7 separate regions of the Mus musculus genome follow, and regions 2, 3, 4, 5, 6 and 7 are each linked to region 1. A link is a contact called in public ChIA-PET, HiChIP or PLAC-seq and promoter capture Hi-C data. All regions are on one chromosome and are shown on one strand. Each heading gives the region's core, a stretch centred on a gene start, on an enhancer-like site or on the middle of the called end of the contact. The rest is flanking DNA. Distances are from core to core; before and after follow the strand shown. Region 1 holds the start of Dhx58 (DEXH (Asp-Glu-X-His) box polypeptide 58). Region 2 holds the start of Arl4d (ADP-ribosylation factor-like 4D). Region 3 holds the start of Brca1 (breast cancer 1, early onset). Region 4 holds the start of Rnd2 (Rho family GTPase 2). Region 5 holds the start of Aarsd1 (alanyl-tRNA synthetase domain containing 1). Region 6 holds the start of Aoc2 (amine oxidase, copper containing 2 (retina-specific)). Region 7 holds the start of Becn1 (beclin 1, autophagy related).

Region 1 (3,256 bases), core at 449-2,948:
AGGAGAAGGGGTAAGTGTCCATTCAGTCAAGGGGGAGTGACCACAGGAATGGAGGCGTGTGTGCGTGCGTGTTTGTGTGTGTGTGTGTTTGTGTAGTAGGGCAAGAAGGACCCAGACCTCAGCCTCGGTATCTGTCATTTCCAGCAAGGAGCTTAAGGATCCTGATCAGCTATATACGACCCTCAAAAACCTGCTGGCTCAGATCAAGGTGGGAGGCCAAGGTCTTCTTGTCGGTAACTGAAGTGGGTGGCGGTCTTCGGTTGGGCGGTGAACACTGGGCCTGTCCTCAGCTCCTCTCTTCTCTCTAGTCACACCCCAGTGCCTGGCCCTTCATGGAACCTGTGAAGAAGTCAGAGGCTCCTGACTACTACGAGGTTATCCGTTTCCCCATTGGTGAGGACCCTTGTACTCACTCCCCAGCCTAAGCCCCCAGTCTTGACAGGGTAGCCTGACTCCTGTCTGCATGTACCATGGTGGGCAGCCCCAGTTACAGCCCTTCACCTCTTAAAGTCATGTGCCTTCTCTCTCGTGACCCAGACCTGAAGACCATGACAGAACGGTTGCGCAGTCGCTACTATGTGACCCGGAAGCTCTTCGTAGCTGACCTGCAGCGGGTCATCGCCAACTGCCGGGAGTACAATCCCCCAGACAGCGAATACTGTCGCTGCGCCAGTGCCCTGGAGAAGTTCTTCTACTTCAAGCTCAAAGAGGGAGGGCTCATCGACAAGTAGCCCCCAGCTGGGATCCGCAACATCCACCTCCATCTCCTCAGATCCGTTTGGGGGCTCCCGGCCCCCTCTCCCGGACTCAGCTGGAGAAACTCCAGCCAGGGACCCCAGATCTTACAGACTTTCTGGCCAGCAGGCACTCACTCCCAAGCCAGCAGCTCTCTTTCCACCTTCCTTGCATCCCACCTTGGGGAGACGTCTGGTCTGGGGCCAGCCCGTTGTAGAATGTCTGGTGGCCAGGGCATGAACTGTTGGTCCTTATAGAGCCATGCAGGCTGAGCATCCTGAGCCTGGTCCCCATGCCTGTTTCCCAGGGCCAGGACTATTCAGTGAGTAGCCTTCACATGGAAACAGCCCAGACTGGAGGAACCATGAGGGGCCTTGGCTTATCCTACACTGTTGTCTATCTGTCCCTCCAGGATTGGGGGCAGGAGGACCATTCATTCCTTGGCATTAATCCCTCGGAGGGAACAATAAAGCTTTTTTTTTCCCCTGTGTGATTGTTTTTTGGGGGGGGGGTCCGGCTTTAGACTTAGCAGGCTGACCTTTGCTTCTCGAGTCCTGACTCTTCTAACCTGAAAGCCTAACTTCAGGCTACACTGGTGCCACTGACCCCTGCAATATATAGTGGGGTGATGGACCTGGCTGACTGCCGTCCCTCACCTCCTCTGCTTCAATAACTTCCAGCCTGTCTCCCCTGCAAAGGGAGAGCAAGAGCTTGTCCTTAATGCCTGCCTATTTCCTGACTCCTGGTCCAGGAAACAGGCAGCCAAGGTCAGCCCCTCCAGGCCTTAAGCTCAGCCCAGATGGACAGGGTTACTGCCAACTGAAAACAGATGAGGAAATAGGGAACCCAGGAGCAGTGACTGTCAGCATCTCCCTTGCCAGTCTTCAATTTTTTTTTTTTTTTTTTTTTTTTTTTGATGGCTGGGTTGGGCTCCAGCTCTGGCTGGCTCCTCCCCTTGTTTCAGTTTCATTTCTAGAGCTCCAGAAACCTCCGCAGAGACCAGCCTAGTCTGCTGCTATTCATTTCCAAACCCCATCCTAATCCTGGCCAGTGCAGGCTCCAGGTAGTTATCTACGAGTTCTTGGCTAAGAACAGCCTCTGAAGCTTACTGGGCTGGCTGGGAGGAAGGGGACAGTACGTGTTCTGATCTCTCTGCCATTCCAGAATGGAGCTGCGACCCTACCAGTGGGAAGTGATCTTACCTGCTCTGGAGGGCAAGAATATCATTATATGGCTGCCCACGGGTGCTGGGAAGACCCGGGCAGCTGCCTTTGTAGCCAAGAGGCATCTAGAGACGGTAGACAGAGGCAAGGTGGTGGTACTGGTCAATAGGGTGAGTGGTCTGCCCTTCCCAAAGTGGGGTCTCTTAGCTCATCTCTTCTAGACGACCGCTCTGCCAGGTCTCCTCTCCTTGGTTCAGGAGATGGCTGGGTCCTGACATCTTGCTCCTCCCACCTTCCCCCACCCCAACTCCCAACAACTGCCATTTTCCACCCCCCACCCCAATCCAAGTTCTCTTCATTACTCTTCACTCCTAGGTACACCTGGTGAGCCAGCACGCCGAGGAGTTCAGGCGCATGCTGGATAAACACTGGACTGTAACAACCCTGAGTGGGGACATGGGATCCCGAGCTGGCTTTGGCCTGATGGCTCGGAGCCACGACCTGCTCATCTGTACGGCAGAGTTGTTACAGTTGGCACTCAACAGCTCTGAGGAGGATGAACACGTAGAGCTCAGAGGTGAGGGGGAAAGCCGTGACCTGCTCACAGGACGTGCTCCTGGGCAAGCAAGCCTCCTTCCTCTAGCCCAGCCTCGCTTTCATTCCTACCTGCTCCCTGTCTGGGACCCAGCCCAAAGTAGGGAAGGGAAGAGGAAAACTTCAGAGAAAAATGAGGGCTTCACAAAAGTGCTATGAGAAAGAAGCAGCAGCAGCAGCCGTCCACTGTCTCTCATGTGCCCCCAGAATTCTCGCTGATTGTGGTGGACGAGTGTCACCACACCCACAAGGACACCGTCTACAACACCATCTTGAGCCGGTACCTAGAACAGAAGCTGAAGAAGGCAGAGCCCCTCCCCCAGGTCCTGGGTCTCACAGCCTCCCCAGGCACTGGAGGGGCCACCAAGCTCCAAGGGGCCATTGATCACATCCTACAGGTCAGCTGAGCCCCTCCCACCATAGATCTTTGCTTGTCTTGCCTCCCAGTCCTACCAAATATACTCTTCATACTATGGCTATGCTCGTCTCTTCCGCTACCTTGAGCATATGAGGCTTGTGGGACCCTTTGAACTTACTATTCCTTTTGCCTGGAAATGCCCTTGCTTTTGAACCTCCATCAGATTCGTTTTCACCATTCAGTGAACAGCCCTGTCATTGTCACAGTCTCCCCTGGCCATCCCCACTACTCTGTCATAGAACTAATTTTAATTATTTTCGGAGTTCGTTCGTGCTATAAACTGGAAGCTGTTTGACCTGGGAACTATGAAAATGGGAACTGCTTTTTCTTTCGTTCTTTATCATGC
Region 2 (3,256 bases), core at 475-2,974, 960 kb before region 1:
AGCTTCGGGTCACCGTCTCTTCTTGCTCGACCGAGGTGCCTTCTTCCTCTTCAGGATCATTTCATACAAATGTTCCAGGCCTGGCTGCAGGCCCAGCCCGTCCACAGCACTGCAGCCCTGCACATGGGTGAGCGTGGCAGCTGCCAGCTCTCGGACCGCCAGCCTCTTCTCCACCTCGGCTGCACTCAGTGCCCCCGGTTGGTCCTGCTTGTTGGCCAGCACCAGCACTGGCACCCCCTGGTTGTCGGAAGCCTTGCTGATCCGGTGTAACTCCATTCTGGCTTCCTCTAACCTCTCAGTCTCTGCAGAGTCCACCACAAACACCAGTCCATCTGTCCGGCGGGTGTAGGAGCGCCACAGTGGCCGAAGCTTCTCCTGACCCCCAACATCCCACACTTGGAAAGTGATCCCACGGGAACCCCCCAGGGGCACGCGGATCTTCTCAGTATTAAAGCCCTTGGTGGGGACGCTCTGGACAAACTCCTTGAACTTGAGACGGTAAAGAAGGGAAGTCTTCCCCGCGGAATCCAACCCAATGACGACGACATGCAGGGCCTGGAAGTGCGGCAGAAAGGACGAGGCTGTAGGGGCCATTTCAGTCAAGTGGTTCCCCATGGTGAGCTAGGGTGCAGGGTGGACCTCAGGAGTAGGTCTGGGACTCCAGCAGAGGCCAAGAAGAGGAGACCTTAAAACGGCAGGTAGCACAAGCTGGGGTGTCTAAACAAGGCCAAAAAAGAAACGAGAAAGGTTTAGAATAAACGAATTTGCAACTTTTGGGTCCTTCCCCTAAACCTGCACCCTACCCTTCTAAATATTCCTTTTATTAAAACAAGGTTTGCCCCAGCAGTGGTGGAGCACACCTTTAATCCCAGCACTTGGGAGGCAGAGGCAGGTGGATTTCTGAGTTCGAGGCCAGCCTGGTCTACAGAGTGAGTTCCAGGACAGCCAGGGCTACACAGAGAAACCCTGTCTAGAAAAACAAAAAAGAAAAAAAAAAAGATTTTTAAGTGCCTCTTTTTCCAAAGTAAAGAAAAAATATTTTGTGCGTGTGTGTAAGCCACTCACAGCTTGAGTGTTAAAGTCAGGACAACTTACAAGAGTATGTGGGTCTCAGGAACCAATTAGGGTCCTCATGTTTTAGGGTAGGCGCTTTTAAACCATCTCCAATGCCTTTCTCCTTCCCCTCTTCTTAAAAATAAAAAATAAAAAAAGTAGCTACAGGTGTAACAAGGCGTGCTCCTGTCCCAGGGACTCCTAGGAGAGGCCCTGAGGTCAGAGAAACTCTCGGGCACTAGGATCTTCGAGGGTGCGGATCTTGCAGGCAAGATCCGAAGTAAGGTCGTTTCCCTGCACCCCTCTCCGAGATTGAGAGAAAGCAGAAGCTGTGCTCTCCACTCCCCAGAGGAGAAATCTCGCATGAAGGAGGCGGTCGGGCAGTGTGCCCAAAGTAAGAGCACCGATGTGGGTCGGGCTCCCACAAGCACCGCATACCCACAACGGTGGCACGCCCCTGCGGGCGCTTTGACCACCACCACACGGCCCTGCAACTCTCCAGCCAGCGGTCGACGCCCGCTCCCCTAAGCCCCGCAAGCCGGCGCCTTTGCATGGTCCAGACACCCTCCTTTACCTTCAGCCAGCCGCACTCTCCGCGAGCCACGCCAACCAGACACCGACTCGTCGCGTCTCAGCCACAGCGGACTTTGCAGTGCCGCTGCTCCGGTTCCTCGTTAAAAACCCTCTCGTGACGTCACACGACGCGGCCCAATCAGCGTCCCGGAGGCGGGGACTGAGCCAGCCTCTGCAGCCCCAGCCTGGAAATGGAGAGCTCGTTCTATCCGGAACCGCTTTATTTTAATCTTTTCTACCTTATTCAGTATTTGGAACAGAGCCTGGAACTCATTAGGGCTGGGAGGTGGGACAGACTAAAGGAACAGGCGTGGCTGCGCCTGACGAGAGCATGGAACGGAATGTCTAATAATGACACTACCCCATCCACTTGCCCTCAATCCGGCTGCCCCCCCCCCATACTTTCCTTCCACCTAAAGATCTGCTCGAAGAGATTCTGACATGTTTTCGTATCTTACCTCATTCAGTAGTACTCATTCAAGTCACTGTCTTCATCTAGTTTGCAAAGCAGTATTTACCTGGAGCTCTGATACAGCTGATTCATAATACTAAGCCCATTTAATGTATATAGGAGTACGGGGACGCTGACACACCAGAAGAGGGCATCGGATCCCCTTACAGATGGTTGTGAGCCACCATGTGGTTGCTGGGAAATGGATTCAGGACCTCTGCAAGGGCAGCAGTGCTCAGTGTCAGTTAAGCCAGTGGGTCAGTATATGCCCATGTGTTCAGTAGGAAATGTCAGATCTCCTGGAACCAGAATTAGAGACAGTGGTGACTGCCTCATATGGGTGCTGGGAACCGAACCTGGGTCCGCTGGAAGAGTAATAAGTGCTCTTAACCACTGAGCCATTGCTTCAAGGGATAAGGGGGTGGGGGGAGTATTTTTTGAGACAGGGTCTTTCTATATAACCCTAGCTATCCTGGAACTCACTATGTAGACTAGGGTGGCCTCATACACAAAATAATCCACCTGCCTCTGCCTTTAAGATTAAAGGCATGAAACCAGGCAGTGGTAGTGCATGCCTTTAATCTTGGGAGGCAGTGGCAGGCAGATTTCTGTGTTCGAGGCCATCCTGATCTACAGAGTGAGTTCCAGTACAGCCAGGGCCACACAGAGAAACCATCTCGGGAAAAAAAAAGGAAAAAAAAGGATTAAAGGCATGAGCCATCATATCCAGCTATATTTGGTTTTTTTGTGTGTGTGTTTTGAGATAGGAATCTCATTATGTAGCTCAGGCTATCCTGGACATCCTAACAATCTTTGGGCCTCAGCTTCCTGCATATAGAGCATGGAGGACCCCATTACCTCACAGTAGCATGTTAGGGACTGTTGTCTGTTTCTTACAGGTACAGAAAGCTGCAGATGGATAAAAGACTTAGTTATGATCACATTTAGGTCATATGTGGCTGAGCAAGATCTGTCTGAATTCAGTGCCAGGATGCTCACTGCTTGGCAATAGTCTTCTCATGGGGAGACTCTGGGGCGAGGCAGTCTTACGTTAGACAGCCAGCATTACACAGTGAGATGCTGTCTAAAAAGCACGATAAAAGAGACTTTAAAAGACAAAGTTCAACTGGGCATAACCACAGAGTGTTATCCCAGGTACTCTGGAGGCTGAGGCAGGAG
Region 3 (3,256 bases), core at 356-2,855, 850 kb before region 1:
TTTTCCTCACGTGATTATTTTTCAACCCCGACAAATAATTTTAATAAAGCCAATTTGGGAATCTGAACTTCATTTTCTATACCAGAAGCTGGCACAAGCAACCTGAGTTTTAAAATGTGTCATCTGAAAGGTGGGTGTTTGACATAACGGGAAAAACGATGCCTTTCTAATTTGGAAGGTCCTAGCTCAAGATATCTTCCTTCAATAGAGCCTTAAAAATAGGAAAGGGACAGAATGAGGAAGATGTATGTCCTTTCTTGTCGCAGACTTAATCCCAGTCTTCCAGTAATGGTTTCCCGGAACTCCATGTCCCCAGGACAGTGAGTGTCACCACCATCGAAGCCCTCTTTATGTTCTGGGGGGGATCGAGACCTTTTCTTAGCAGAAACTGGCCCTTCTAAGCCATGAACTGTCTCCCTCAGGCAGTATCCACCCCCCACTATCGATGACAACCCAAGCGACTCCCTCATCTGGTCACTGAAAAGACTGGCTGCCCCTGAACACGGAAAGTCACTCCTCTTTGCAAGATTTTCCCCTTGAACTTCCCCGAGCACTCTAAGAACGGCGTGCCCCTACTTCTAGGTAACAGTGGTAGCTTCCTTACCAGCTTTCCGCCCACGGGGGGCGCTTGCCAGTGGCCAGTGCAAGGACCGTTCGCGGCCAGCTCGCCTGCTATCCCTGCGGGGTGAATCTAACATGGCGGACAGAGACCGGGCCTAGTCCCATGTTTCCCGGAGTTTTCCACAAGATGATTGGCTCTTTCTATCTGCCCCTCAAAATAACCTCTCTACCGATTGGTCAGTGCTGCGTTGGCAAGGGAGGGACAGAAGCTCTCTGAACCGCATAACAATAACAAACACCCAGGCCGAGGGGCGGAACTAGCGCGCAGAAGTCAGCTGGTTGGATTTCCCTTTCCCAAGCCGATTGGCCACCCTCTGCTTTTCCCAGGTCACTGACATTGGCGGACTAGTTACCCGAGAATCGCGGGGCTGGACGGGAATTGTAGTCTTCCTGGAACCCACAGCTCCTTTTAGTCTATTTTCTGTGCACAAAACACGAACACAGAACGCTGCGATTCATAGCAGCTAAGACGCATAACTGCGAGGAGGTCTCCGCTGTACCGACTGGGTTCCTGTGGTACTCGTGCCTGCTTCCGGTGTGAGAAGCTCTTTTCCCGTAAGACTACACTTTCCAAGAGATGCTGTGGAGAAGGCCTTTCGTTCCGCAATGCATGCTGGAATTGGTAGTTCTTCTTACACAAGTCTCTTATTTACCGAAACTGGAGACTTCCATGGCAGGAAGGCTGAGGGAGGGATGAGACCTCGTTTTGCAACTGCTTTGGGCACTACCTTGCGCTCATATTCCGGCCTCAGGGAGCGATTCCCACCCTTTGTACAGAACTACTGTGACGTAATAAGCAGGCGTAGATGCGAAGGGGCTGCCTAAGAGAAACCTCGAAATTCTTTCTCTTCCGTCTCTTTCTAGTGACGACATACAGGAAAAAAAAAGACTAGGTAGCCAATCGCAAACCCAGAAACAGTTTCAGCACCCCCCCCCCCCAACTCGCTCCTCCCTTCCCTTCCGCTGACGTGTCTGGATCTTGTGTTCCGAAAGGCTAGCGCTAGGCGCCAAGCGGCCGGTTTCCTTGGCGACGGAGAGCGCGGGAATTTTAGATAGATTGTAATTGCGGCTGCGCGGCCGCTGCCCGTGCAGCCAGAGGATCCAGCACCTCTCTTGGGGCTTCTCCGTCCTCGGCGCTTGGAAGTACGGATCTTTTTTCTCGGAGAAAAGGTGAGACAGCCCTGAGGAACAGAAAGGGTACCCCGGAATACTCATATGAAAGGCAGGAAGCTGCTGGTGGAGACGGGTGTTTACTGATTAGGAAAGTACCTGGGGCGGAACCAAAGGGTCCCAGACGTTTTCAAACAGGACTCTTGGGAAGGGTGCAGTTTGTGCATTCCCGGGGGCAGCTGTGAGGAAGAGGGCAAAGGATCTACGAGGGGGAGTTCTGGCTGTAATCGTATCTTGAAGGTTGTATACGGATGCGGGCTAAAGGATGAGAGGAAAGGCGGGCAGAAGTGTGGCAGGGAAGAGGGGGGAAAAACGGAGTTTGTGGAGGGAAACTCCTGAAGAACTAGACCCGAGTACATTTCACAGAAGGTTCTAGAAGGGAAGTACATAAGGGAATGGCAATAGTAATGAATGCTGTTGGCAGAGAAGACGTGTTTAAAGAGAGCCTTAACAGGGAAACATCCAGAAGAGGTAGGGTGGAGACGCTTTAGCAGTTTTTAAGTGTTCCTTTTGGCGACTTTTAAAATAATATGTGTGCTTCTTTTTTGTTTGGTTGGTTAGCGTTTATGTTGGTGGTTTGGTTTGGTTTGGTTTTGGCTTTTGTGTAGCCTTGGCTGTCCTGGAACTAGCTCTATAGACCAGGCTGGCCTCGAATTCACAGAGATCCACCTGCCTCTGCCTCCTGAATGCTGGGTAGTTGATTAGTTTTGAGACAGAGTCTAGTCTCATTTATATTAGCTCTGGCTGGCTTGGAGCTGTGTATAATAGAACAGGCTGGTCTTAAACACTCCTCCACCTGCCCCTGTCTCTGGGGAGGAGGGGGTCAAAGATATCCACTACCATTCTCAGCTAGTTTTAGAGTTTGTGAGACAGGGCCTTCTGTAATTGGGTTGTGTAGCTCTAGGTGACCTTGAACTCTATCCTCCTGCCTGTACTTCCTGAATGCTGAAAGTACAGGTTGAAACAACCATATCTGATCTTTTGGCCTCCCCAAACTAGCCCAAAAAGACTGCTGAACTTCTGAGTCCAAGCCATCCTCCTCCTTCAACTTCTCCAGTCCCTGAAACTATAGGTATGACACCACTGGTTTTGATTCTAAGCAAGAAAAAGAACACCAGACTCTGGGGAAAGTTCATATATATATCACTTCTGTCCAGTCACTCCATTTTAGCTTTTTTTTTTTTCCTTGAAGAAAGGAAGTGACCCAAGGAAGGCTTTCATATCAAAGAGTAGAGAATTTAGATTGCTAGCTACAAAGAGCAACTGCTAAGAATTTTATTTATCTGTTGATTTATTGGTGTTTGTTTGTTTTGTTTTGAGACAGGGTTTTTCTATATAGCCCTGGCTGTTCTGGAACTCACTCTGTAGTCCAGGCTGTCCTGGAACTCAGAGATCTGCCTGCCTTTGACTCTCAGTGCTGTGATCAAGAATATGTGCCACCACTGCCTGGAGAAATTTTTATTTT
Region 4 (3,256 bases), core at 426-2,925, 760 kb before region 1:
GGTAAGAGCACCCGACTGCTCTTCCTTCCGAAGGTCTGAAGTTCAAATCCCAGCAACCACATGGTGGCTCACAGCCATCTGTAATGAAATCTGACTCCCTCTTCTGGAGGGTCTGAGGACAGCTACAGTGTACTTACATGTAATAAATAAATAAATGAATAAATAAAACTTAAAAAAAAAAAAAAAAAAGAGTAGGCAGAGAGGAGCAGAAGCAGTGGGAAATGGCTTATGGGTTCCTCTGATCTCACACTGATAATCTGTAATCTTCTGGAGTTTGGAAGCCCTTTAAGAATCTCAGAAAATCTACCACCATTCTGACAAATTTTGTGCGTGCTTTCTGGGCTTTGATGACACATCTTCTAAAGTCCTCCAGGGAACGGAGTAAAAATAAAAACCCTTCCCATGAGGTTGGAGCAAGGACAGGGAGCCAGTGCTCCTGTTCTCCTGGGACTCTAGTTCAGTCTAGAGGAAGAAAAAAAAAAAAAAAAAAAACTACTTTCCACCACCTTCCCCCACCCCAGTAATTCTAAATAGCTTTCCTAAACCCAGTCCTATTTCCTAAGAAACATGTTCCAAAATAAATCATTTCTTTCCAAGTTCCTTGGGTAAGCAGAACCCAGCTGCAGGGCCGATATTAGACTTCCTACGTGGTTTCTGTCAGGCCTAAGAAACTCTGCCTCAGTTTCCCTGGCTCAAAAGAGAAACTGATGTTCTGCTCTAAAACTGGATGGATGTCTGAGCTGACCTGGAATCTCAGGTTCTGGCCAAGGGAGGGGCTAGAGGAAGGGACCTTGGCCGCCGTCAGGGTGACCCCGAGGGACTTGGCTACCTGAAGTATCCCACATGTTGAGCTCAATGCGGCGCTTGTCGATCTCGAAGCTGGCAGTGTAGTTCTCAAACACCGTGGGGACATAACTCTGCAGACACGGATGGGTCAAAATGAGAGAGAGCTGCTCTCCAGTACTCACTCACCCTGACAACTGCCCTCCTCCCTCGACACCCGGTCCAGCTCAGTCCCTAGACAGAAGTTGGTCTGAGGCTGGGCTAAGGGAAGATCCGGGGAGCTACTGCCTCCACCTCCTAGCTAGACTCTCAGATAACCCCCCTTCCCGGGTCCCTTTAGCCCCTAGTTTTTTCTCTCTCGGATGCCCGGGACCTCAGTCATTCTCCCGGAGCGCCCTTCCGGATCCTCTGATGCTCCTAAGCCCCATCCATTTCACCGCGTTCCTTGATTCCTTCCACTCCAATCCTCTGCAGTCCTTTCAGACCCCCCAACGCCTCCTTCCCTTCCTCTGAGCCTCTTTCTCTCCTCCCTGGTTACCCTGGTACCGGTTTCCAGCGGCCCCCGGGGCCCCTATAACCCACTCCCCGCAGCCTCGGTGCCCCTCTCTCCAGACGCCAATTCCTCACCCCGGGGTAGGCGTCCTTGGCGAACACCTGCAGCAACGCTGTCTTGCCGCACTCCGCGTCCCCCACCACTACGATCTTGCAGCGGCCACTCTGCCCCTCCATGGTCCCGGCTACGCGCCGGCCCCCCACGCCGCCCCCCTCCCGGGCACAGCCGCCGCTTCTGCCGCCTCCTCCCCCGCCGCTGCAGCTGCAGCCTCTCGGGCCGCCGACACCGGCATCTCGCGGGCCCGCGCCGAGCCCCCGCCCGGGGCTGCGGGCCCCCTCCGCCCCGCCCCTAGCCCGCGGGCCGCACCTCTGGCCCCGCCTCCCACCCGCACAGCCGAGGGGCGGGGTTCGGGACGGGGCGGGGCCTGGGAGGAGGGGAGGGGGACCCGAGTTAGACTCTAGCGCGCAGCTGTGACCCCAGGAGCGCCTGAGGGTTTGTGGCCAGCGAGCCCCGTTTATTTGAGTTCCTCGGGCATGGAGGCTGGGCTGACCGAGGGCGAAGTTCTGAAGGGTCAGCTGCGAAGCTCCATACACGGGCGCAAGGCCTGAGCCTTCTGTGTGCCCACGCGTGCACGCAGGTGTGCTAGTGCGGCGGACACGCGCGGCGGCAGCAATCTATTTCCCGAACACAGGGGGGCGTGAGATGTTAGGAAAGGGAGGATTTTTGATTTTTGTCTCCCTCCTCCACTCTCGGGTCCAGACAGAGCTTAGGGAAATGGAAGTACGGACCTTAGCACTCCCACCCTACATTAGTGACATCATAGCTTTCTATCTCCATAACGACGGGTGGCGGGATCTAGGCCTGTGACCAACCTAGAAGCATGGACTAAGTTCCTCTAGCCAAGTACTGAGTGGAAAGTTTTAGGGGAGCTTTTGCGTCCTCTGGTGGATGTTTTGGTAGAAAGAGCAAAGGGAAGGCTAAGGAAGCTAGAATCCTTTGACAGCTAAGCTGGGCCAGAGCTAAGCCCCAAAGCCAATTTCAGCCTCATCTCAGACTAGCAATAAGCAAACCGCCATTTGCATGACATCTTTTGCCTAGAAGAGGATGGAGAAAGGGGCTTGGAGGGCTGTGATCGGGATGTAAAGTGAATGAATGAATGAATGAATGAACAAATAAATACACATACATACATACATGCATACATAAGTGAAAAAAATCCTTCTTTAGCCGGGCATGGTGCTGCACGCCTTCAGTCTTAGCACTCATGAGGCAGAAGCAGGCAGATCTCCCTGAGTTTGAGGCCACTCTAGTCTATATAATGAGTTCCAGGTCAACCAGGTCTAAATAGAGAAATCCTGTCTCAAAACAAACAAAACTCTTCTTTAAGTCGAAGATGTTCATTTTAATGTTATCTCGTTTTGAATAACCGTGTAAAGGTAACTAAAGCACACAATCTCATCGCTGTTTTACAAAAAGTAAACAGACACACAGCATTAACACCCAAAACTGTTAAGTTTAAGTTAGAGATGTAACTCGGGAGTAGAGCTACATTCATGAGGCTCTGGGTTCTATCCTCAATTCCAACAAAAGGAAAAGAGAGTGTGAAAGAAAAGGGAGGTGGTGGCACATGTCATTTTAACCACAGAACTCCGGAGGCAGAGCCAGCCTTGTATTCATGGCACCTTCTAGGCTCCAGGCCAGACCTGGCTACATGGTGAGACCCTGTCTTAGAGGTTCTCATGCTTGTAGTTTGCCACTGCAAGAACATAGTGAGTAAGCCGGGCGTGGTGGAGCACACCTTTTATCCCAGCACTTGGGAGGCAGAGGCAGGCGGATTTCTGAGTTCGAGGCCAGCCTGGTCTACAAAGTGAGTTCCAGGACAGCCAGGGCTACACAGAGAAACCCTGTCTCAAAAAACAA
Region 5 (3,256 bases), core at 490-2,989, 710 kb before region 1:
TAACTAGCTTTCTGTGACGGTGGAGCCGGGGAGGAGGCGGTAGCTATCTTCTGTCATGCTGAAAAACTGGGATGGTGCCTTCTTCAACTACTTGGTTTGCATCAAGATCCACAGAGACCTCTGAACTCTTCCAGAAGCTCTTTCTGAAGGGTGCCCCTCCACGTGTTAGGTCTTCCTCCTGGGCGCCTGCCTGAGCGTGCTCCTGCATCAGGTGGGGTGGGACGCTGACCGCTGGGGATGACTTCCCACTGACTCGACTTAGAATCTGTGCTTGGGATGATTGGGTGTTGGGACATGTGTTCAAATGTGGCAAAGCAAAGGCCAAAGAAGAAAGAGATTATAATAAATTCTAGGAATGATCCTTCCCTTCCCTTCCTGTATTCTCCCCTCTCTGTGGAAAGCCCCTTCTCTCTGCAGAGCTTGTGGCCACTTTGCAGTGGGAAGGTGTTACAGAGACCGCTCACCCACAGAGGTCCCTGTCACGCCTGGCCCTTTAGCTTCCTGTACCAGAGTGTGAAGTGTTTTGTTTGTTTGTTTGTTTGTTTGTTTTTAGAAAATGAGAGTTTGGTCCTCAGTGCCCATACCAGGTGGCTCACAACCACCTGTAACTTGGTGTACACATAAGTAAAAATAATATTTAAAAAATCCAAATTATCGCCGGGCGTGGTGGCACACACGCCCTGTCTCGAAAAACCAAAAAAAAAAAAAAAAAAAATCCAAATTATCGGGGCTGGCGAGATGGTTCAGCGGCTAAGAAGAACACTGACTGCTTTTCCAAAGGTCTTGAGTTCAAATTCCAGCAACCACATGGTGGCTCACAATCATTTCTAATGAGATCTGATGTCCTCTTCTGGAGTGTCTGAAGACAACTACAGTCTACTTATTTATAGGGTTAAGCTGAGTGCGCAGAGGTCCTAAAAATTCAACTCCCACCAGGCAGTGGTGACATAGGCCTTTAATCCCAGCACTTGGGAGGCAGAGGCAGGCGGATTTCTGAGTTCGAGGCCAGCCTGGTCTACAGAGTGAGTCAGGACAGCCAGGGCTATACAGAGAAACCCTGTCTCAAAAAACCAAAAAAAACAAAAAACCAAAAAATCAACTCCCAACAACCACATGAAGGCTCATGAGTACAGCTACAGTGTACTCATATACATAAAATAAAAATAAATCTTTTAAAAAAATCCACTTAGCCTATTATTGCTGGGCAGTCGTGATGAATGCCTTCAATCCCAGCACTTTGAAGGTAGAGGCAGGAGGATATCTTTAAGTTCGAGGCCAGCTTGGTCTACAATGCAAGTTCCAAGACAGCCAGGACGTTACACAGTGAAACCCTCTCTCAAAACACCACCACCATCCAAAAATAGAAATTATCATAAATCATAGGTTTCTGAGTTAAATTTCTTCCCTTCAGTTTAAAAAAGTTACATGATGAAATATTATGGGTATTGGTTTTAAGTAAAATATTAACATATGTGTCTTGTGTATGTCCAGCCCCTCTCATTTCCACCTTTATGCCACAGGGCCTCTGCTGGCCAAATCACAAGGCCCCAAGAGCTGAAGAACGTCTTAGCTCCAGTTGTGTATTTAGTTTTGTGGTCTTCCAGACTCAAAACGGTGGCAAAACAGCATAGAACACCTACAGTTGGCAGTTTTAGTAAATTTGGGCACACTATACCCCTTCGTGCCGAGCGCGGTAACGCTTAAGAAAATTTGTCCCACATCGCTCTCCGTCCGCCGCCCGGCTTTTCTGCGCGCGCGGGTCTCTCCGGCCTAGGAGACCGCGATGGCGTTCCTGTGTCAGCGCGACAGCTACGCACGGGAGGTGCGGACCGGTGGGCGAGGGTCCTGAGACCGAGGGGGGCATCGGGAGGGAGGGTGGCTGCAGGCTCCAGTCTCGGCGTAAGAGGGATAATGCTCGCACCCCTCTCCCTGCGCAGTTCACCACCACCGTGGTCTCCTGTAGTCCCGCCGAGCTGCAGACGGACGCGAGCGGCGGCAAGAAAGAAGTGTTGAGCGGATTCCATGTGGTTCTGGAAGACACGCTGCTTTTCCCCGAGGGCGGGGGACAGGTATTAGGAGCAGCCTCAGCCGGACCCCCTCCCCGGAACCCACATTCCAGTTCGCTCCTGCAGAAAAATGCGTTCGCCCTTTCTCAGCCTCAGTAAATCCAGGGGCGTTAGTTCAATGCATTATTCATTCAGCATATGCTTATGTAGGTAAGACACAGGCAGTGTGTCATATTCCAGGCGCTGAAGAGAGACTGAACAAGACAGTACCTCCAAATACACGTGGAGTGCTTGTTGCAGACAGCCCGGTATGCCAGGTATAAGTAATGATAATGTCCCTAGAAATAAGCTGGGTAAAGGGAAAGAGTGGTGGGATGCTCTCTTCTGTAGAGAGCCTTCTGGACAGCTTGGTAGTTGTCTGTGAAGGGAAGGGATGAGCCAATGTAGCTATTTAGTGGTTCTGGGGCAAAAGAAATAGTTCAGGTAGAAGAGCTGTGCAAAGGCCCTGAGATGGAAATCTACACGAAGCATTTTACAGGCACTAAGATGCTCCTCCCAGAATTCAGAAGAGGGGCGGTGCCTTTCAGAGCAGACCTTTTGAGTGCTTTGATGGAGAGCCTAGCTACAGTTTACAAAAAAAAAAAAAAGAAGAAGAAGAGAGTGCCACCCAGAGTGGGGGCTCTGGGAGAGTTTCTTAGCAGCCAGGTTGATGGCATAGACAAGGACAGTGAAGCCTGAAAGAATCTTCCTAACTGTAAACAAAGCGGTGGGATAGTGCTGGAGCTTGTGCATGTTGAGGACAAGCTAGAGAGCTTTGGAACAGTGATTTGGAACAGAGCTTCGGAACAGAGGGCCTTGGAGGGTCTAGGAAGGTATAGACTCCATTCAGGAAACCAGCAAGCTGTGCAAGATCGGAGGCAAGGAAGAATTTGGTAGACCAGGGGAAAGCCTCAGTTGTTTTTTTCTTTTTTTTTTTTTTTTCTTTTTTTGAGACAGGGTTTCTCTGTGTAGCCCTGGCTGTCCTGGAACTCACTTTGTAGACCAGGCTGGCCTTGAACTCAGAAATCCGCCTGCCTCTGCCTCCCAAGTGCTGGGATTAAAGGCATGCACCACCTCGCCCAGCCAAGCTTCAGTTTTTGCTTTTTTGTTTTGTTTTTTTCGAGACAGGGTTTCTCTGTATACTTTGGCTGTCCTAGAACTTACTCTGTAGACCAGGCTGGCCTCGAACTCAGAAATCTGCCTGCCTCTGC
Region 6 (3,256 bases), core at 477-2,976, 620 kb before region 1:
AGGGGTTAGAATGCCCCCTGAACCTTTCTGAGCTCACTCCTTGATTTGGGGACTTCCTGCCCTGTGCCCCATTCCCAGCCTTCAAGGCTCAGGCTAAGAACTCACCTGCTACATCAAGGTCCAGTTTGAAGTGGAAAGCGTGTGTATGCACCGCTCCCAGCACTCTTTCTCCCACACGGTTCCCAAAGAGGAGACTTTCAGCTCCTCCACTCATGAAGGCTGTGTTGATATAGCCCGTGGCATGGACACGAGCTTCAAGGGCCCCGGTTGGGTGTAGCATAAAGTCCCAGATGTAATCATAGTTGCCCACTGATGACACCGACCTGACCACAAGGCTTGAGCTGGCCAAACCACCATAGAAATGACCCCCGATGCCATTATGATGCCTTCGAAGGGGCAGTCCCTGGGCCTCCTCAAATACACACACAGCCCCTGGAAGCAGCTGGACTGACCCCGTGCCCACCAGTACATGGATGTCCACCATTGTGGCTTGATAGGGGCAATCCACCCCCCGAACCAAAGCTCGGCTGTTGAGACCAAGCCCATAGCTGCTGTCCAAGTACCGGATCGTCATTGTTTTGGGGGAATCAGCACCATAAACTGTCAGACACTCCTGGACACTGACTTCATAAGCCACACGCTCACCCTTGAACCGAATATCAAAAATTCTTAAGCCACTGAACACCCCATGACCAAAGGTAAATGTCCAGAGGGGAGATGTCACTGAGTTTCCCTGTATGTTATACTGGGGACCCTGAAGTGAGAACTGAAGAGGGGGAAGAGGAGGGTCTGGAGTGACTCTAGGCCTCAAGGAGGAAGCTCCACCTGGTGTGGGTAGAGGGACCCGAATCACTTCTAGGCGGCCAACTTTAAACTCCCATTCCAACTGGGCCAAGTCTGCATAGTAATGCCCAAGGTAGAAGACCTGTTGGACTACCCAGTCGGCAGGGTCCAGGGCCCCGTGGTCCAACAGTAGCTCCAGCCCCACAGGGTGAAGGAACACTCCAAGACCTGAGATGTTATGGTAGAGGGCTATCCAGGTAGCTCGATCGCCTGCATGGAAACCACTAGCAGTAGAATGCAAAGGTGCCAAGGTGGAGCCATTGTAGTTCAAGACAGAAGCCAGAAAGGTGGGTGCCTTTGGTAGCTCCACTTCTTTCAAATGCCTCCATATCTGAACAAACTCAGTTTTCTGCATGGGGCGCCGATAATAGGGCAGGGGGCCGCCGTGGCGCTCCACAGTCACATCCCGCATGTAGGAGGGGTGAGGCAGGGGCCCCACCACCAGCTCACTCACGTTGGGCTTGGGTTGTCCACCAAAGAAGATGATGGCTAGTGCCTCTCGCACAGGTGGGGGCCCCCCTCTGTCCAGGTGGGCCAGGGCTGCAGCCTTGGCAGGCAGCTGCAACTCTACTGAGAAGACACAGTTGTCCGAGGGTCGAGCCTGGGCTGCATCCACCAGCCCCGGCCCCAGGTGCTTGGTCAGGAAGCTCATCACAGCTGTCAGCTCCTCTGGGGTCAGGTCTGCAAACAGCTGGCTCTGGCTAGGGTGTGTCCAGGGATGAATTCTGGGAGGTATGGAAGGGCATCGAGGAGACTGGCTGAAACTGCCTTGCCTGGTCAGCAGGACATAGACCAGAGCAAAGACAGTGAGGAAAGACAGCCCCAGAAGCAGCAGCAGCACCTTGAGATTCATGGCTGGCACTGAAGCTCCCCCCGTCCTGAGAGCTCATCGGTGTCTGACATTGTGGCAGGCTTATATTCAGGATGATGGAGAGGAATGGACTAAACTCCACCCTGTGGGCTGGACAGGAAATCTCTGATCGTGCTTTATGTAGTTCTGTTCCAATTTTCTGTCTTGTGCTCTGGCTCAAGACATTACATAGCTTGCTCCTGTCCCTAAACTTTGACTGCCAATGGTCACTAACTACTACGTGTCATCATTTAGAACAGGTGAGAGGGATGGGGTGGGTAATGGAGCTGAACTACCTGAGAAGGCAGTTTCGATACACACTCCTTCCTTTCCCTGTCTAACACACAAGTACTAACAAAACACCTCTTAGCAGAATTACATTCCCAGTTCCCAGACCCACCGCCCAACTCAGCAATGAGCAGTCAGCTCTACCTGGGACCTAATGAGTGCCTGACTTGGGAGACCCAGGCCTTACTCTATCCAGTCAGAGAGACGACTGGTTGAGGTTGAGCTGTGTTTAGGTCTATACAATGATCCAGTCCAAGTTATGTAGCCTTAAAGGGGCTACATATCCTGAATTTCTTCCCTATGAAGGCGCATGAGGCATGGTCATTTATACTGATAATACCAACACTCAAGAGGAGTGCTGAGAGTTCAACTAAGCTACATGAGTGAATTATAGGTCAACCTAGGTGATACCCTGCCTTAAAAAATAAAAAGCATAGCCAGGGAGAGGTACTATATGCCTTCAATCCCAGCACTCAGGAGACAAGCCGATCTGTTGAGTTTGAGGCCAGCCTGGTCTTTAGAGCGGTCCTAGGACAGCCAAGGCTACACAGAGAAGGGTCTTTAAAAAACAAACAAAAAAACCGAATAAATATATAAAAAGCATAAAAGTATTCTGTGGAGTGCTTTTGATTAAAATGTAGCCTTACACAGCAAGTGCTTAGTAACCCTGGAGGGAGGGAGGGAGGCAGGCAGGCAGAGCAGGTAGCTAGTGGCTCTAAACTCTGGGATAGAATAGAGTAGATGCCCCTCCCCTACTGGGACCTTAAACCTCTATAGACAATGAAGAGTCTCACTGTCAGGAGGGAAGTGAGGACATGTTATTTTAGAGGGATGTAAGCCTCTTATGAGCACTGTGGGTCAGTATAAACCAATACCAGGAGTTCCCTCAAAAAAGTATGTATGAAGTAAGTATGTATGTATGAATGTATGTATGTATGTAGAGGCAAGCTGGTATGGAGGAAAAGGACTGGATCGACAGGGTCAGCCCGAGCTGCTGGTCCCACACATAACCACAGCAGCCTCTGCTGGCAGCTCAGGGTATCACCAGGAAGGACCTGGAATCTGGTGAAGACAGGCAGCTTTCACACAATTGAGCGTCAACACACAGCAGGAACCACCTCCCATTAGTTCTTGCACTGTGAAGAGGAATGAAGGTTCAACTAGTAAGTTCACACACGACAGGCTAGCCAGAGTGTCTGTGAAGATGGGTGTCTGAATGCTCATGTGTGACCCTTATGTCCCTCAGTCACCAGAGTACAGCACCAGGGTCTGCAG
Region 7 (3,256 bases), core at 537-3,036, 600 kb before region 1:
AATATGTGAACATAATTTGTAAGAACTGCAAGGGGCGACCACATGACAAACTCTTCAACCTTATCAGCAATCAGTGATATCAATTACAAGAATGGAGAACTGGAGCCGAGCATGGTGGCGCATGCCTTTAATCCCAGCACTCGGGATGCAGAGGCAGGTGGATTTCTGAGCTTGAGGCCAGCCTGGTCTACAAAGTGAGTTCCAGGACAGCCAGGGCTATACAGAGAAACCCTGTCTTGAAAACCAAAAAAAAAAAAAAAAAAAGAATGGAGAACTGCCATTGTCTGCTATTGTTCCTCAAATATATCTTATCCAATACTGGGCAAGGCATCATAAAACAGGCCCTTTAATGGATTACTAGAGGCAGAATATAATATGAGTTGTTTTGAAAACAACTGCCAATGTTAATAAAGAGAAGATTCCAAAGTCTACAGTACTTTTAATGATAAGGTTCTGTTCTAGGACAAAGTCAATTCCTCATTGTGATATTATTGTATCCACCCAAATTGGAAGCAATGGAAGTTTCCATCAATAAAGAAATTCACTGTAATCTGTGCGTTTCTGCTGTGATGTATTGCAGCAATGAGAATGTTAATTAACAAAACTGGAGCAACATGGAAAACATTCAATTATTTTTATTATCCTTAGTGGTGGTGGAGGGCAGTCCATACCCTGGAATTCCTTTGGAGGTCAACTTCATCTCCTCCTACTCCGATCCTTAGGAATTGACCTTAGGGTCTCTCTCACGTTTGGTGCACACACTTTTACAGGTTGAGCCATCTTGGCAGCCCACATATGTTAAACTTACAAAGTAGGGCTGGACATACAGTTCATTGGTGGAGTACTTGCTTAGTATATGAGAGGCCTTGGATATGATTCCAGATACACACATACTCACAGGAGCCAGCTCTCTCTCTCTCTCTCTCTCTCACACACACACACACACACACACACACACACACACACCACAAATGCATTGGTGTTTTGCATACATGGATGACTGTGTGAAAGTGGTGATAGTGGTGTCAGTTCTTGGAGTTACAGACAGTTATGAGCTGCCATGTGGGTGGATGGATTTGATTTAATCCAGGTCATCTGGAAGTGCGGTTGGTGCTTTTAACTGCTGAGCCATCTCTCCAGTCTCCACTGTCACCTTTTTATTTATTTACATTTTGTTATATACATACATAATACACACATACACATATATACATACATATAACTATCACCTTTAATGTATTTGCATTTTATTATATACACATATACAAACATATATACATACATACACACATACACATACATACATACATATAACAATAAAATTTACCATCCTGCCAAACGCACTCCCTCAGAAGGGTTTAGACAATTTGACTCTCCCAAAAATACACTTTAAAAGCTCACACATGCCGGAAGGTGGTGGTGCACGCTTTTAATCACAGCCCTTAGGAGGCTGAGGCAAGTGGATCTCTGTGAAGTGGATGCCAGCTTGGTCTACAGGGCGAGTTCCAGGTCAACCAGGGCTACACAGAGAAACCCTGTCTCAAACAAACAAACAAACAAACAAACAAACAAACAAACAACACCCTGATCCCTAAGGAATATAGAAGTGGCTCCACTTGGAAGTAACAAATCTTGAGTGGACCGTCTAAATCAGAAGAGTGTGGGCAGCTTCGGCCCACCTGTCGGCACTGCTGCACTTCCCCGCTCGGCCTTTGGATGGCGCTCCGAGCCGGGTAAACAGGGATCTGGAGCAGGGGTCCTTGCGTCAGCTCCCGTCGTGACGTCACTTCTGGTCCTGGGCGGAAGTCTTCAGCTAGCCGACCGGGAAGTAGCTGAAGACCGGGCGATGGGAACTCTGGAGGTCTCGCTCCGGGGCGGACCCGAGGCCACCGTGCCCCCGCGGTAGAACGAGCCTGGGTGGCGGGCTCCGGGCTCCTGAGGTGAGGAGCGTCGGGGCCTGAAGTGAGACCTTAGGAAGAAGCCTAGAGTCCCTGGCGGCCACTCTGGTGCCCCGTTTCCCCGCTCGGGAGACTAGACTGCCTTAGCTGGGCTCTGCCCCGGAAGCGGGTCCTCTTGGTGTCATCCCACTCCCAGAGGGAACGGCGCGGACCGGGATTTTCCTCTTCACCTCCACCACCAAGGCAGCGGGTAGCCTCGGGCCCGAGGTTCAAAGGAGCCGATTCTTCTTAACGTCGTCTTTTCTCCGCTGTCGCAGGCATGGAGGGGTCTAAGGCGTCCAGCAGCACCATGCAGGTGAGCTTCGTGTGCCAGCGCTGTAGCCAGCCTCTGAAACTGGACACGAGCTTCAAGATCCTGGACCGGGTCACCATCCAGGAACTCACAGGTCAGCAGGATCCGAGGAAAGGGGTGGTCAAGAAGGAGGGAAGTGGGCAACTTTAGGGACATTGAGGTGGCGGTCTCTGGCTTTCGGTTTTCTCGTCAGGAATAGACCTCTGACAGTGTCTCCAGAGTGAAGGAGTATTCACATATAACAGAATTTCTTGAAGATTTACCAGTGTATCAATCAGGTGTCCTGTAACAGTCCCCGTGGAAACCAGGCTTGGTGGCTCACATCTATAACTGCAGCAACTCAGGAGGCTGACGCCGGAGCTGCCTCAAGTTCCAGGCCAGCCTGCGCTATTGAATGAGACCCTGTTTCCAAAAATAAAAAGGACAGGAGAAGTGCCATGGTGCATCCTCTTACAGGTGACGAGTTGAGGTTAGAGCCATCAGTGAGCATACTTACCTGAGGTCCAGTGAAGTGTAGGAGAGCCTTGAAGCCTGAAGAAGAGAGTGAGAGAGGTGATTAGCGAGTTTAAACACGTTCATGGGCCTGGCATTAGCATGGAAACCTTGGCTTTGTTGTATATAGCTCCCTAGACCTTGATTCATTTTTATTCATAATTAGTATTAGTTATGTGTATAGGTGGTTTGCTTACATGTACATCTGTCCATGACGAGAATGCCTGATGCCGGGAGAGGCCAGAAGAGGGCGTCAGATCCCTGAACTGGAGTTAACAGGTGGTTGTGAGCCACCGTGTGAGGGCTAGGACTCGAACCTAGGTCCTTTACAGGAGCAACAGGTGCTCTAAGCTATTGAGTGATCTGCCCAGCTCTTTATTTTTCTTCTCCTTAAAAAAAAATTATTTTCATTGTTCTTGCTGTTGGTATAGACAGAGTTTCACTCTAGCCCTTGCCTGGCTAGATTGTCCTGCCTCTGCCTTCAGAGTCCTGGGGCTTAAAGGTGTGCGCCACC

What was found. Promoter capture Hi-C pulls out the DNA fragments that hold promoters and counts their contacts. ChIA-PET counts read pairs in DNA pulled down with a chosen protein or histone mark. HiChIP or PLAC-seq counts read pairs in DNA pulled down with a chosen protein or histone mark. Capture Hi-C pulls out chosen DNA fragments and counts their contacts.
Region 2: a contact with region 1 is called in a FOXA1 HiChIP or PLAC-seq map of pancreatic cancer cells. The contact joins the promoter of Arl4d here to the promoter of Dhx58 in region 1. A contact is called at or near these places in 2 of 115 datasets of contacts at active chromatin or transcription factors (memory CD8 T cells and pancreatic cancer cells).
Region 3: a contact with region 1 is called in an RNA polymerase II ChIA-PET map of memory CD8 T cells, with 26 read pairs. The contact joins the promoter of Brca1 here to the promoter of Dhx58 in region 1. A contact is called at or near these places in 4 of 39 promoter capture datasets (liver, neutrophils and pre-B cells), 1 of 484 Hi-C or Micro-C datasets (embryonic stem cells), 1 of 115 datasets of contacts at active chromatin or transcription factors (memory CD8 T cells) and 1 of 9 other capture datasets (liver).
Region 4: a contact with region 1 is called in a promoter capture Hi-C map of adipose tissue, with 2.3 times the contacts expected there. The contact joins the promoter of Rnd2 here to the promoter of Dhx58 in region 1. A contact is called at or near these places in 3 of 39 promoter capture datasets (erythroid cells and liver), 1 of 115 datasets of contacts at active chromatin or transcription factors (large pre-B cells) and 2 of 9 other capture datasets (adipose tissue and liver).
Region 5: a FOXA1 HiChIP or PLAC-seq map of pancreatic cancer cells shows a contact between it and region 1. The contact joins the promoter of Aarsd1 here to the promoter of Dhx58 in region 1. A contact is called at or near these places in 2 of 39 promoter capture datasets (embryonic stem cells and liver) and 1 of 115 datasets of contacts at active chromatin or transcription factors (pancreatic cancer cells).
Region 6: a promoter capture Hi-C map of pre-B cells shows a contact between it and region 1, with 2.6 times the contacts expected there. The contact joins the promoter of Aoc2 here to the promoter of Dhx58 in region 1. A contact is called at or near these places in 3 of 39 promoter capture datasets (the SN4741 cell line, liver and pre-B cells), 2 of 115 datasets of contacts at active chromatin or transcription factors (bone marrow-derived macrophages and microglia) and 1 of 9 other capture datasets (liver).
Region 7: an RNA polymerase II ChIA-PET map of memory CD8 T cells shows a contact between it and region 1, with 49 read pairs. The contact joins the promoter of Becn1 here to the promoter of Dhx58 in region 1. A contact is called at or near these places in 6 of 39 promoter capture datasets (the SN4741 cell line, hippocampal neurons, liver and 2 more), 4 of 115 datasets of contacts at active chromatin or transcription factors (bone marrow-derived macrophages, memory CD8 T cells, microglia and 1 more) and 2 of 9 other capture datasets (adipose tissue and liver).

The regions. Positions count from the first base shown.
Region 1 is chr11:100,702,713-100,705,968 of GRCm38.p6, reverse strand. Dhx58 (DEXH (Asp-Glu-X-His) box polypeptide 58) reads left to right here and starts at 1,698. Exons shown (of 13, transcript NM_030150.2): 1 at 1,698-1,798; 2 at 1,900-2,068; 3 at 2,274-2,475; 4 at 2,700-2,890. The coding sequence starts at 1,901. It overlaps Kat2a (K(lysine) acetyltransferase 2A), which reads left to right. Exons shown (of 18, transcript NM_001038010.2): 15 at 1-10; 16 at 145-208; 17 at 309-393; 18 at 538-1,223. The coding sequence ends at 731.
Region 2 is chr11:101,664,009-101,667,264 of GRCm38.p6, reverse strand. Arl4d (ADP-ribosylation factor-like 4D) reads right to left here and starts at 1,724. Exons shown (of 2, transcript NM_025404.3): 1 at 1,628-1,724; 2 at 1-717. The coding sequence starts at 615. The coding sequence ends at 10.
Region 3 is chr11:101,550,304-101,553,559 of GRCm38.p6, reverse strand. Brca1 (breast cancer 1, early onset) reads left to right here and starts at 1,605. Exons shown (of 23, transcript NM_009764.3): 1 at 1,605-1,791. Nbr1 (NBR1, autophagy cargo receptor) reads right to left here and starts at 906. Exons shown (of 24, transcript NM_008676.3): 1 at 605-906.
Region 4 is chr11:101,466,594-101,469,849 of GRCm38.p6, reverse strand. It overlaps Rnd2 (Rho family GTPase 2), which reads right to left and starts at 1,675. Exons shown (of 5, transcript NM_009708.2): 1 at 1,411-1,675; 2 at 830-917. The coding sequence starts at 1,512.
Region 5 is chr11:101,415,916-101,419,171 of GRCm38.p6, reverse strand. It overlaps Aarsd1 (alanyl-tRNA synthetase domain containing 1), which reads left to right and starts at 1,739. Exons shown (of 12, transcript NM_144829.1): 1 at 1,739-1,822; 2 at 1,938-2,069. The coding sequence starts at 1,784. Ptges3l (prostaglandin E synthase 3 like) reads left to right here. Exons shown (of 7, transcript NM_001357574.1): 7 at 1-358. The coding sequence ends at 3.
Region 6 is chr11:101,323,533-101,326,788 of GRCm38.p6, reverse strand. It overlaps Aoc2 (amine oxidase, copper containing 2 (retina-specific)), which reads right to left and starts at 1,726. Exons shown (of 4, transcript NM_178932.1): 1 at 106-1,726. The coding sequence starts at 1,696. It overlaps Psme3 (proteaseome (prosome, macropain) activator subunit 3 (PA28 gamma, Ki)), which reads right to left. Exons shown (of 11, transcript NM_011192.4): 11 at 3,252-3,256.
Region 7 is chr11:101,300,816-101,304,071 of GRCm38.p6, reverse strand. Becn1 (beclin 1, autophagy related) reads left to right here and starts at 1,786. Exons shown (of 12, transcript NM_019584.4): 1 at 1,786-1,940; 2 at 2,216-2,344. The coding sequence starts at 2,218.